Regions from separate parts of the Rattus norvegicus genome. Here region 2 is linked to region 1. A link is a contact called in public Hi-C data. All regions are on one chromosome and are shown on one strand. The core of a region is the stretch at or near the end of the contact, and the rest is flanking DNA. Distances in the headings are between cores, read along the strand shown. Region 1 overlaps Col4a4 (collagen type IV alpha 4 chain). Region 2 overlaps Col4a3 (collagen type IV alpha 3 chain).

Evidence for each region. Hi-C and Micro-C count contacts between places; a contact is called where the count stands out from the background.
Region 2: a Hi-C map of kidney shows a contact between it and region 1, with 5 times the contacts expected there. The contact joins two enhancer-like sites. A contact is called at or near these places in 11 of 12 Hi-C or Micro-C datasets (the A7r5 cell line, the Rat2 cell line, Schwann cells and 7 more) and 1 of 1 datasets of contacts at active chromatin or transcription factors (oligodendrocytes).

What each region holds. Positions count from the first base shown.
Region 1 is chr9:91,288,701-91,294,668 of GRCr8, reverse strand. All of the region lies in intron 4 of Col4a4 (collagen type IV alpha 4 chain), which reads left to right. The region is part of intron 2 of LOC120094721 (a long non-coding RNA gene); the gene reads right to left. Among named protein-coding and RNA genes, the nearest start is that of Col4a4, 32 kb to the left of the region's middle. Within about 2 kb of position 4,633, at least 4 of the 93 cell types and tissues checked have an H3K27ac peak or open chromatin away from gene starts, as enhancers often do. A contact at or near this core is called in kidney, where this site is marked.
Region 2 is chr9:91,368,705-91,374,911 of GRCr8, reverse strand. All of the region lies in intron 1 of Col4a3 (collagen type IV alpha 3 chain), which reads right to left. Among named protein-coding and RNA genes, the nearest start is that of Col4a3, 48 kb to the right of the region's middle. Within about 2 kb of position 2,056, at least 29 of the 93 cell types and tissues checked have an H3K27ac peak or open chromatin away from gene starts, as enhancers often do. A contact at or near this core is called in kidney, where this site is marked.

The DNA of each region.
Region 1 (5,968 bases), core at 3,384-5,883:
AAGATCCTTGGACAGTTCACTACCTTTTCATTCTTTGGTTTTAAAACACTTCCTGATGTCCAGATCCCTCTTTTCCCCAACAGTAATGGGTGTGTGTTGGGGGGGGGGGGAGATTCTGAAGGTGCTCTGTGCCTAGAGGACGCCAGCTTCACATGCTGGACAGTGTCAGAGTGTTTGTGATATTGCAGTGACACCTAGTGGCAATTTTTCTGAATTACATTTCAGCATTTAAAAGTGGGACATTATAAAGGGAACTATATCAGGATAAATAAATGCAGCAAAGGAAGAGGTGTCTCAGATACAATGTTTATCTGTAAAATTCAGTTCCAGAAGTAGTCATTAAGCATGAGCACACACTTATTATTTGTACTGTGTGAGACAGTAGCCAAGGTCCTGGGAATGGATCTCTGGTCCCAAAGACATTCTAAAGACATTCTTAATATCTGCTTAAGCACAAAACATTAATGAAATGAAAGAGGTGAATCTGTCTGCTATTGTCGGGTAAAAATGATGGTTTGAGGAAAGCGAGGTTGGTGAGGTCTGGAATGGAAAGCAAGCAGACACCTTGAGATCAGAAGGTCTGAGTTTCAGAGCTCTACTTCCCCAGGTCCTGTCTGTGTGGCCTCAAGCACATTGCTTGAGGAAGCACACGAGGGTGGCCTTCTGCTTCCTATTGTTTTAAAGAGCTCATAAGAAGAAAACAGAACACCAGGGCTTAGAGCAGACAGAGACTGGAACATGCAGCTTGGTTATTAATGTCCCTGCTGCCAACATATTTTTAAAGATTTATTTATTTATTATGTATGAGTACATGGCAGCTGTCTTCAGACACACAAGAAGAGGGCATCAGAGCCCATTACAGGTGATTGTGAGCCACCATGTGGTTGCTGGGAATTGAACTCAGGACCTCTGGAAGGGCAGTCAGTGCTCTTAACCACTAAGCCATCTATCTCTCCAACCTCATCAGATGAGAGGATGGTAGGGTTTGAGTGACAGATGAAGAAAGGCTATTGTCATTTCTGGGATACAAGTATAAATGGTGCATGAATACGTGGGACACATGGACTGGCGGGTTGGGGTGGTGAGGGAAAATGTCTTGTCAGAGGTTAGGCAATGACCCAAGGGAACGGCAGGCTGGAGGGAGCTAACAGCTATGTTGGGGGAGAAAACTGGGGTCAAGGGAGTGAGGGAGACTGACATTTGGATAACCTGTGCTACAAATGATGTGACCATGACTTGGGGTTTTGCAGTAGATGTAAGGCAGACATTGAGTTTAAAGGACTACATGACAGATGAGGTCATGGGAGGGAGAGACAGTGAGTCCAAAGGGATCACGGGATGCAGAATGTAGATCAGTCACCATCTGTAGGCACTGGGAAGGAGCCTGGAAGAGAGGAGCCCTACTTTGACCCCAGAGAGTGTCTAGAAGAGAGCTGGCAACCAGGGCTGGAACTAGATGATTTTGAGGCCTGCAGGAAGAGAATTCTGCAGTAAATTAGGTCAAATGTTGTTACCCAGGGAAGTTTTATAAAGAAACAGGGAGTTTGGGGAGATTCACAAGCAGACTAGAGAGCTTACCTGGCATTCCTCAAATGCTGTTGTCCCCTCCCCATCATGAGTGAAGAGTATAAGTAAGGGTGGCCTGTGACTGTAACTCAGCACTGAAGCCAGGGGGCAGACATGAGCAGAGGTAAGAGAGTCCCAAGCCTTCAACACTCAGCTACATAGAGTTAGAGCCAGCCTGGGCTGCAGAGTGAGACCCTGTGTCCCCAAAACTGTTGTTGTTGCTGCTGCTGCTGCTGTTGGTGGTGGTGAAGAAGAAGAAGGAGGAGAAAGAAGAGGAGGAGAAGGAGGAGGGGGGAGGAGAAAACCCTGAAATCTCACTGCAGACAACATAGGAATTAGTGAAACCCTACACTATGCCAGTAAAGCAGTGGGAGGCAGAGGGGTCTGGAGAGGGGCTGACCATCCAGGTAAGAATTCAAGGTAGCAAGGATATGGGGTTGAGTAAGTCGTGATCCTGAGGTAATTTTCTTATCTATCAGTGTGGGGACAATGTTGCACAACTTTCAGTGTTACTGGCTATATCTTATGAGGTAGCAATGGAGGGTGTGTGTGTGTGTGTGTGTGTGTGTGTGTGTGTGTGTGTGTGTGTGTGTGTGTGTGTGAAGCCAGGAGCCAATCTCTGAAGCCCTTTCACCTGTTTTGAATAGGGTCCCTTAACTGGCCCGATCTCACCAAGCAAGCAAGGGATCTGCCTGTATCCACCTCCCCAACTCTGGAATTCCAAACCTATGCCTTCCCACCTCAGCTTTAAAACAGGCTCTGGAGCTTAGCAGGTCCCCACGCTTGCATAGTAAGGACCTTACAGGGTGATCCATCTCCTTCGCCCATATATATGTTTGTAGTCATCAGTTTGCAACTAAACTGCTAAAAATCACAAGAGTGCTGTGGTTTTGATCACCCCTCATGGGTTCCAGTCTCAGAGTAGCCAGGTCAGGGGCAGCCAAAAAAAAAGCTAACTTGAAATTTTGATTTGTGTTCCTTAGAAAGATATAATTTTGCATCTTTTGACCATCTTCTACCTTGCAAAACAAACGTGATTTTCTTACTCCTAACTTAGTTAACCAGGGACAGAGTCCTAAAAAAATGTCCTGAGCTCTGAGAGACGCTGCGAGGGCTCTGATCTCCCTCCTTTGAGCAGCAGAGCCAGGAGCCTGGGCTGCTGGAAGGACCCTTCTGATGACCCATGTCAGCTTGGCCCTGGAGTAGAGGGAAGGAGGCGACCTGGTGGTTTTACAAGGTGGACCCAACTTGCCCAGGGTCAAAGTGATTGTCATTTGATTCTGCACCCAGTGACATCACTGTCTTATAATGAAAATCACAAACCACAGAGTAAGTTCTGCACACAGCTGTTCAATCTGAAACTCAGTTGCAGGACTCTGTGTAGAACCTAGTTTAATCATGTCATGGTTGGTGAGTGGGGATTAGGGCTTAGAATCAGGTATACATAGAAAGAGAGAGATAGAGATTCAGATACAGATAGAGATGGAGAAATATTTTATATATTTATATAAATATATATAAATTTATAAATAAATAATTTTATATATAAATATATATATATTATTTATATATAAATGGTATTTATATATAAATACATATTATTTATATGTAAATAGTATTTATATAAATACATATTATTTATATATAAATATTATATATATAAATATATGTATGGAAAGTCTTGGGATGATTCATTTTCTAGTTTTGAAAACTAACTTTCGTGAACCATTAGTTTTCTCTCTTCACTCCGTCTATTCTATGAGAACCTTAGAGATAAGCAAGCCTCAATATTACTTACAAGGAGGCCTTTTTCCCTGAACCCGTTTTTATGTGAACAGATTTAATGAAAATAGAAATTCTTTCTGTATTACCACAGATAAATTATTTAGTCTAATTGAGTGAAATGGCAGACCACCATTTCAAAGACGAACGTCTGGGGTTCTTTTTTTGTGAGCAGCTTTTAGACAGACTTAGTGCAGTCACCCAAGGTTTAATGTGCTTCTTTTAGAAAATTTTATCGTATAATAAAATAACCAATAATATTAAAAAGCACTGAAAACGAAGTCATTAAGTTCATTTTTCAAAAGGGGACATTCCACATTTTATGTGAGTTTTCCACTTACAAAGTGGCTGTGTGGGGAGGTCGGAATCCAGGTCTAGTGGCTCACGGCCAGCAGTTTGCTAAGACTGCAGCAGGCTCGCAGTTGGCCTGCTGCTCAGCAGGTGGCGTGGTACTCCAGAGTACAGAGCTCCATGGAAGGGTCTCAGCACTTTACAGATGTCCTGAAAGCCAGTGTTCTGGGGACAGTGGTTTGGGGCTACAAGGAAGTAATTGCACCCATCTTTCCTTGAGGTGGGGCAGGGCTCACCTTATTTTGTGAAACAATTTTTGTCCTCTGCGGTTATCGTCTGAGTGTGTTTTCTCTCCCCCAAACTCATGCTGGGGCTCACTCCCCAAAGCCATGTGTTAGTTGTATGAAGGGGTATTAAGAAATGTACGATTACCGTAATGCTCAGAGGTGGGGCCTCTGTCAATTGAATAGCTTAGAGTATTAGAGCGGAGCTCCCATGATTGATCTGGATGGCTAATTGAGGATGAGGAAGAAACTGCCCCCTACTCAATCACTCACTGTGTGGCATAGCTTCCTAGCCTCTGGACAGAGCCTATAACATGGCATTTATAATTTGCTTGTACTTCCATAATTATGAGCCCAAATAAAATGTTCTGTCCTTTGTTTCATCTTTTGTTTTTGTTTGTTTGTTTTGGGGGTTTTCTTCTTGGTGATACTGGAGAATAAACCTCACGTATGCCCGGTGTGTGCTCTACCATCGAGCCCCTTCCTCAGCCCAGCTTCTTTCTTTATAAGTCACTCTGCCTCTGGGTAGTGTAATTGTAGTAACAAAAGGCTGACCAATCCATCTTTCTTGCCAGCACAGCCGTGGACACCTATGTTCTGTCTCCCAGGAGGTCTCGGTTCAGTGAGTGTAGGGTTAGAGGGAGGGCACGGGTAAGAGGTTGGTGGAAATGGGTGAGCGTGTTCTTTGGCACCCTGGGAAGACATTTTATTTTCAAGGGCAAGGGCTGGAGGTCAGGGTGAGGTGGTCTTTCCATGGGAACTTTGAGAGACTGTCAACTTTGAGGAAGGGAGGGTCCTCATCCGTGAGTATAGACCGAATGCTCAAAGCTTTGAAAACAAGAGATTCCCGGGAAAGGCCAGAAGTCGGTGCGCATGCCCAGGTCAGGGCAGGGGGACCTTGGAGGAAGGTTGGCTTTCCCTCGGTAATACAAACAGCTCTTTTCTGGTCTGCTGTTTGTTTTCAAAGTATTTTTATGGTTCTTTCTCTAATCAGGACCCATTCCCACAGCATACTAAATGGAATTCCATCAGACTTACCACGGTGTTAAACATTTCCACTCCCCCACCCCCGTTTTTGCCTCAGCAAAGTCCCATTAGCTTACTGGATTCAGGGTTGCGTGTTTGAAATGAATCACATTGAAGAGATTTATGGCCAGTTAATTGGCCGTCTTCCGTCTTTTTCTTAGTTTCCCTTTTATGTGAGCTTTCCTCTCGCTGTGTTCTCAATAACACATTGTCGTAAAGCACTGTACTCAGAGAAGATCACTGGGAGGCGATGTACAAATTGCTTACAGGATGGAGAGGCACTTTAATTCCAAACTTGCCATAATAGCAACTGTTTTCTGATTCTCATACTTAGGAAAGAAAGAGAACGTTTAAATGTCTGTCATTCAGTCTCATTTAAAGGTTAATATTAGATATAAGATTAATTGACAGAGGGTAAGAAGGTCCTTTCAGGTCATGGTCTGGGATGTACATGCTGTCCACTGTAAATTGATCTACCTTCCCACGTTCCCAAAGTTTCACAGTTCTGCTTTATCACTGCCACTATTTGGTCTCTCTCTCTCTCTCTCTCTCTCTCTCTCTCTCTCTCTCTCTCTCTCTCACACACACACACACACACACACACCAGACACACACACACCACACACCACACACCACACATCACACACCACACACCACATACCACACACACACACCACACACCACACAAACACCACACACCACACATCACACACCACACACCACATACCACACACACACACACACACACACACCACACACCACACACACACACACACACACACACCACACATCACACACCGCACACCACATACCACACACACACACACACACACACACACCACACACCGCACACCACATACCACACACACACACACACACACACCACACACACCACACACCACATACCACACACACACACACACACACACACACACCACACACCACACACACACACCAGGATTCTTAGCAATTCCAAGCTTTGCTAATTCTCAATCAACTGTAGCCTTTATGTAGAGGAT
Region 2 (6,207 bases), core at 807-3,306, 83 kb before region 1:
AGAGGCCATCATTAAACCAACACAGGTGACGGTTATTGCTCATGCAACATTTTTGTGATTTTCTCTTTTTCAACAGCAAAGTGCTCCTCAGGGGCCTCCTCCTGAACCTCAAGCAAGTTAAGAGCAGGAAGCTCTCAGTAATACTTTCTCTCCCTCGGAACCAGAGCGCTGCCAAAGTTATGTTTTAGCATGTTCGAATATTAAATAATTCACCCAGAGAGAATCATTCTCTTTTTTTTTTTTTTTTTTTTTGGTTCTTTTTTTCAGAGCTGGGGACCGAACCCAGGGCCTTGTGCTTCCTAGGCAAGCGCTCTACCACTGAGCTAAATCCCCAACCCCGAGAATCATTCTCTTAATGGCTTCAGAATGCAAGAGAAACATTCACAGTGAAGAATAAAAGATTTAGAATCTCATGGCCACATGTATGTCCTGTGGTTGGTTATCAGTTCCGGTTCTAACTAGAGTTCTGGGTCAATTGCCAAACGCTTCCTAGTTGCCTTGCTTGAAGAGGAAAGCATGTCTCGGGGCCCTGTAGCAATTAATGAACAAAGAGCAAGGAAAGGTCTATGGGAAGGTTTGGAGGGAGGAAAGTGAGGCGAGAGATGATATAGTTATGTTACGATCTCAAAGAATAAAAGGAGAAAAGATCCGCCTCGTGGTGGTTTGCATTGAGGAAAACGGATCAGTCAAAGGCTGCCGCAGATGGCTGTGCGCTCAGTAAGGATTCAGGCATTGGGGACTTCCCCTCTCTCTGTTCAACACAAGACTCTGTGCCAAAGGACAGCCACGTGACTGTCTGGTCTTATCCTCAGTCGGTCTTAACTTGCCATGTTCCTTCCAGACATTTCCTCCCGAGTTTATCCAGTGCCAGAGCACTGGCCTTGACTTCCAGAATAAAGATGAGACTGAAAATTCTTTGTTAATTCCACAACTGAATTACAGCGTCTGCCAGCAGGACCCGTAGAGCGCACCAAGTATGTTAGTTGATTAGCCACCTATGACTTCTACATGATACTATAAAATTTTATCTATTTAATAAAATGCTCGATAGAAATCTCTGTGCTAACATATGTAACAGGTGTACACCTTAGTCCTCACGTGGGACCGCTAACAGCAGGAGCAGCGCCTGTCTCTGACTCCATTGCCTGCCTTTGGCTCCCTTTCCCCTAACTGGACAACCTTGTCTAGCCTCAATAGAAGAAGAGGCTCTTAGCCCTACTACAACTTGATATGCCTTCTACAATTTGATATGCCAAGTGGGAATCTTGACATCCATGGGAGGTCTCCTCTTCTCTGAGGAGAAAAGGAGGCGGGGCATAGAGTGAAGGGCTGATGAGAAGGAGGGACTGGAAGGAGAGAGGGAGGGGAAGCTCTGATTGAGATGTAAAATAAATAAATTAATTAATAAAAGAGAAATCTCTGTGGTATTCAACGCTCATGCTGATTGGTGGCAAAGCACACGGACAATATACAAGAGGCAATTGCTTCTCGGCTATTGTGCAGGCAGCTTGGATGGTCTCTGTTTCGACCCCCACTCACAGCGTTCACCTATGGATGGTTGAGTGGTTAAGAGTGCATGCTGCTCGTCCAGAGGATTCGAGTTCTCTGTCCAGCATCCATGCTGGGCAGCTCACAACCACTCAGAACTCTAGCTCCAGGAGACCCACTACTCTCTTCAGTCTTCTGCCAGCACGGCATAGCATGTGGTGCTCACCCACACAGTCATACACGTAAGGGACAAAATAATAAACAAGAGATCTAATGAGCCGCATACATTCTTACTGTTAATTGAAAGGCCCTTAACACATATATTTTTACTTTTCATGAATAGAAAAGAATTTTCAGACCATCGTCCTCCTAGTCTCTGAACACGGCATGCCTCATTTTCTGCTGGCTCGTGATATGGAGGTGGCCTCTGTCTCTCTGAGCATCCAGCTACCCTGGGTCAGTGGGAGGGGAAGTTGGCATCTTCGAAGCTGATTCACACTCTACTGAGCAGGGCTGTTGAGTCTGCATTAAAATTATTGACCCTGCCCAGTCTCTGAGCCCGGCCAATGGCCGGAGGCAACGGGGTTTGTATGTGAAAAGAAGAGCTGAGGAAGTGCAAGCCAAGCGGTGCCAGACAGGCCCCCGCCAGCTGTTCTCTGCAATGTGGCCTCCGCCCAGTGACCCGGAGCCTTGGCAGCTTGCCCTTGGGTAAAGAAGGACCTAGAGAGTGGCTGCCTGTCCCGCCCACAGCCATCACCACTGAAGCCGCCCCTCTTCCCATCTTTCAGCTCCTGCCCAGGGAGATAGCTCTAGTCTAGACAGCTAACCCAGGCACCCGCTTCGGATTTTCTGGTTGACAGCAAGAGTGCAGATGACTGATTCTGACAAAGAAGGTAGCTATCTGAGTTCACCCGTGTGTTTGGAAAACAAACACTTTGGTAAAAACATGTTCGTCCTGCCTTCCTTGTTGCTAGGGAGTGAGGTGTGTGTTGTTACTACAGACTCCAGCTTCTCTTTCCCCTAAAAGTTATAAGATTTTTTTTTAAGTTTCAATTTTTAAAAATTTCTAACTAGCATACATTTTGCAGTGATTTTTTTTAAATCAAACGTCTTTGTTGATTCCGTGTCCCTTCCTCCCTGTCCTCTGTCACCTCCCTCTCCTAGTACTGCTCTGTCTACTCCTACCCACCCCCCACTTTCTGCTCTCACATCTCCTGTACCCTATAGGTCTCACCATTTTCCCCAAATCTCTTCTCCTGAGCTCCTTCCTAGTTTCATGGTTTATGTCCATATCCCACACACACACACACACACACACACACACACACACACACACACACACACTTGCATTCAGGCTTATGAACAATATCAACTCAGGTCTACATATGAGAGAAAACAGTAGATGCTTTTCTTTCTGAGCCTGTTGCTTTGGTTAATAGAATGCTTTCTAGATCCATCCTTTTTCCTGCCATTTTCATGATTTCAATGTTCTACACAGATGAATATAATCCCTTTGTGCAATGCAAGATGATTCCGATGTGCGCCACCCTGTCAGGGTCCGTCCCTCTTTTCTATTTCCTTGGTATCTCAAGCTGTGCAGCCGTAGACACGGATCTGCAAGCCCACGTGTGGTAGGACATGCAATCTTTGCAGTATACACTCTGAATTGGCATGGGTAGGTCTTCCTTACCGTAGTTCTGTTTTTAATTGTTGACAAACCTCTGTGCCGATCTCCATAATGGTTAAACTAGTTGAAATTCTTCCCATGTTTGCATCAGTGACTGTCACTGGATTTCTTGATCTTAGGCACTCTTGGTGGGCGAGCAGAATCTGTAGTACAACGTGTCAGATGTTTCTTTCTCATTTTCCTTAGCCTAGAGAAAGTCTCACTGGCCAATCCAGGTTAGTCTAGGGGTCCATCATTCTGCTTTCTCTCTCCTCCTTAGTTCTCCTTGTGAAATTCTGTGGGCTTTATCATCTGTTAGAGTTTTTTTTTTTTCTTAAGAGGTAAAAGAAAGGTACTATTAGGTCCATTAAAAGAAAATCTATCATGTTACTGACAATGTTTTCAGGAATCAGTAAATCCTCACGAAACAAAAACAAAAACAAAAACCAAAAACAACAAAACCTCCTTGAATGCACCAAGCAGTAGAAAATCCAAACTCAGAATTGGATTTCTGGGGATCCTGGTTCCTTAGCTTTTTCAGAAAATACTTTAAACAATGCTCTTTAATCTTTTAAAGTGTATCATGTGGGGTTGGGGATTTAGCTCAGTGGTAGAGCTCTTGCCTAGCAAGCGCAAGGCCCTGGGTTCGGTCCCCAGCTCCGAAAAAAAAGAAAAAGAAAAAAAAAAGTATATCATGCTATACACGAAAGCCGTGTGCTCCTTTGCTCTGGTCAGTTGCTGAGGAAACATCCGGCTTGTTGACCGGGACTAAGGCATCTGAGGTTCTCGAGACGCTCCAGGTGCACAGGTGTGTCCAGGTGCACAGGTGTGTCCAGGTGCACAGGTGTGTCCAGGTGCACAGGTGTGTCCAGCTCACAGCCTGCAAGCTGCATGCAACCTGATTCAAAGTCACAAATGTGCTTCCTATACTGTGAGAGCTTGTTGAAGCTCCCGTTTGCTAACCTGGCTGTACAGTTCTCCAGTGTGAATTTTAGACATGAAAACATCATGTCAAAAGGTTGAACACGCCATCAGTCTTCCTCAGGGGTGGATCCTGTATGCAGTAATACTGTCTGGCCAAGCAGGATGGGCCCCCTGGTACCACAGAAGCAAGTCTGATATGGTGGTGACCAGCTGCCTAGTGGTTGGATTTTATGTCCACTCCAGAAGAAAGAATTCATATCCAGAACTGCAGAGCTAGCCCTAAGCTTGTGACTTGAGAGATAACAGATCCTGGCAGGTAGGGAAACTGCTAATGTTATTGTTTAATGGACATGGTGCGGCTGATCAGTTGCCTATGGACAACCAACTTTATGCTTACAGAATGTTTTTGCTGTCACCTTTGGTCAGAGTGATCAGCCATGCATGCAGAGACTTACAATAAGTCAAATATAGAGAATGCGTAACTGTTAAACGCGCCACCGTAAACAGAGCATCTATCTTGCTCCTTCCAAGGCTCAAGGGACATCATGGAGAAAGGAACAGAAGGAATGAAAGAGTGGGGTGAAGTAGGGTGTGGCACGGTGTGGAACACTGACTTCCTGGCAGGTCTTTCAGTCTTGAACGTACAGAAGCTGTGATTACACACACAAGAGCTGCACAGAGGCCTTGTCAACACCCTGTCATGGAAGGGAGAGTGGCTCATCAGGTCTCACCCCCTCTGAGGGTTTATCCACAGATAAGTGGGGAGAGAGAGAGAGAGAGAGAGAGAGAGAGAGAGAGAGAGAGAGAGGGAGAGAGGGAGAACGAATCAATGGAGGTAAATAGCTGTTGTGGAGTTGAAGCTGGCTTCCCTCTGGAGCAGAACTTGGGAAGGAGCAGCCAGGAGAAGGAGTGTGCTTTGGTTCTCAGCTTTTCATGTTAAGGGTATTTTATTATTATGTTTTTACTCTGTGCATGTTTTACTTTGCTAACAGCTAACCATAAAAGTAGAAAGTCCATCTAGGATAGTTTTTCTGAAAATCAAAATTAGCACTCCAAAAGCAAGCCCAGAATAATAAAATGTTCATGTTCATCTCAAATAGAGAATATGTCTTCTACTTCACATCTGAACTCCCATAGTTTATTGTTTTCTAAAAATGAATAGACATGCTAAGTTCTTCTTAGAGGGTATTTCTCTCCATTTGGAAAACTACTAACTTAGCTTTGATTTCCCTGCAGAAAAAAAAACCATAAGTCACAGTAAACAGAGGAAAGTTTTAAAGGCATTTGATGAAGAAGCCTTAAAGCTGGAGGATTTCTATAGACACCTCAAATCTGAGGGGTCCCTCAGTGGCTGCTGGTGGCAGACCTTTGAGGTATAAGATGCTAAGATTGTCTTGGCTTCTCCCATCCCCTTTTCATTCCAGGACCAGCACAGATCTCCTTTGGAGCCTGGGTCTTCTTGTCTTTGGGAAATGAGCACACTGAAGTTTGGAGATTTTGGAGAGCCATTGACTTTTCTGACCAGGGTTTGGCCTGTGTGGAGACCCAGGGTGCAAACGTACATTTGTGCCTAAACTGGGCCCCACCAACGCTGTTCACTACTCTGCAAAACTTCTTCTCCCCAAATAGAATAGATGATGCCACTTGAGTCGGAGGCTGTGTGGGGTTGGGCATAAGCCAAGAAATCGTGACAATCACTCCTTATAAAGGACAAGAAACCCTGGATTAACTTCTTAAAATTTTTATGTGTGTGTGCGTGCGTGCACGTGTGTGTGTGTGTGTGTGTGTGTGTGTGTGTGTGTGTGTGCCATTTTAATGTCCTTAAAGTTTTGTGTGCTCTAGGCTTGCCCCAAACCTCTTTACCCACCAACTCCACCTTCCAAGGGCTGGGGTTACACCTGTGCACTCCCACACTCAGTTATGTAATGCTGGGGACGGAACCCAGGACTTCATACCTGTTAGGCAAGCTAAATCCCCATCCTCTAAATTTTGCCTTTTATTATATGTGATATAGGCCTGGTTGATTTGTTCTAAGCAACACGGTTGTAAGGTAGCGTTGGCTCATATAGATTTAGTGTGTGAACTATATAGATATAGTAAGATGCATCGCTTCATATAGAACCGTGACT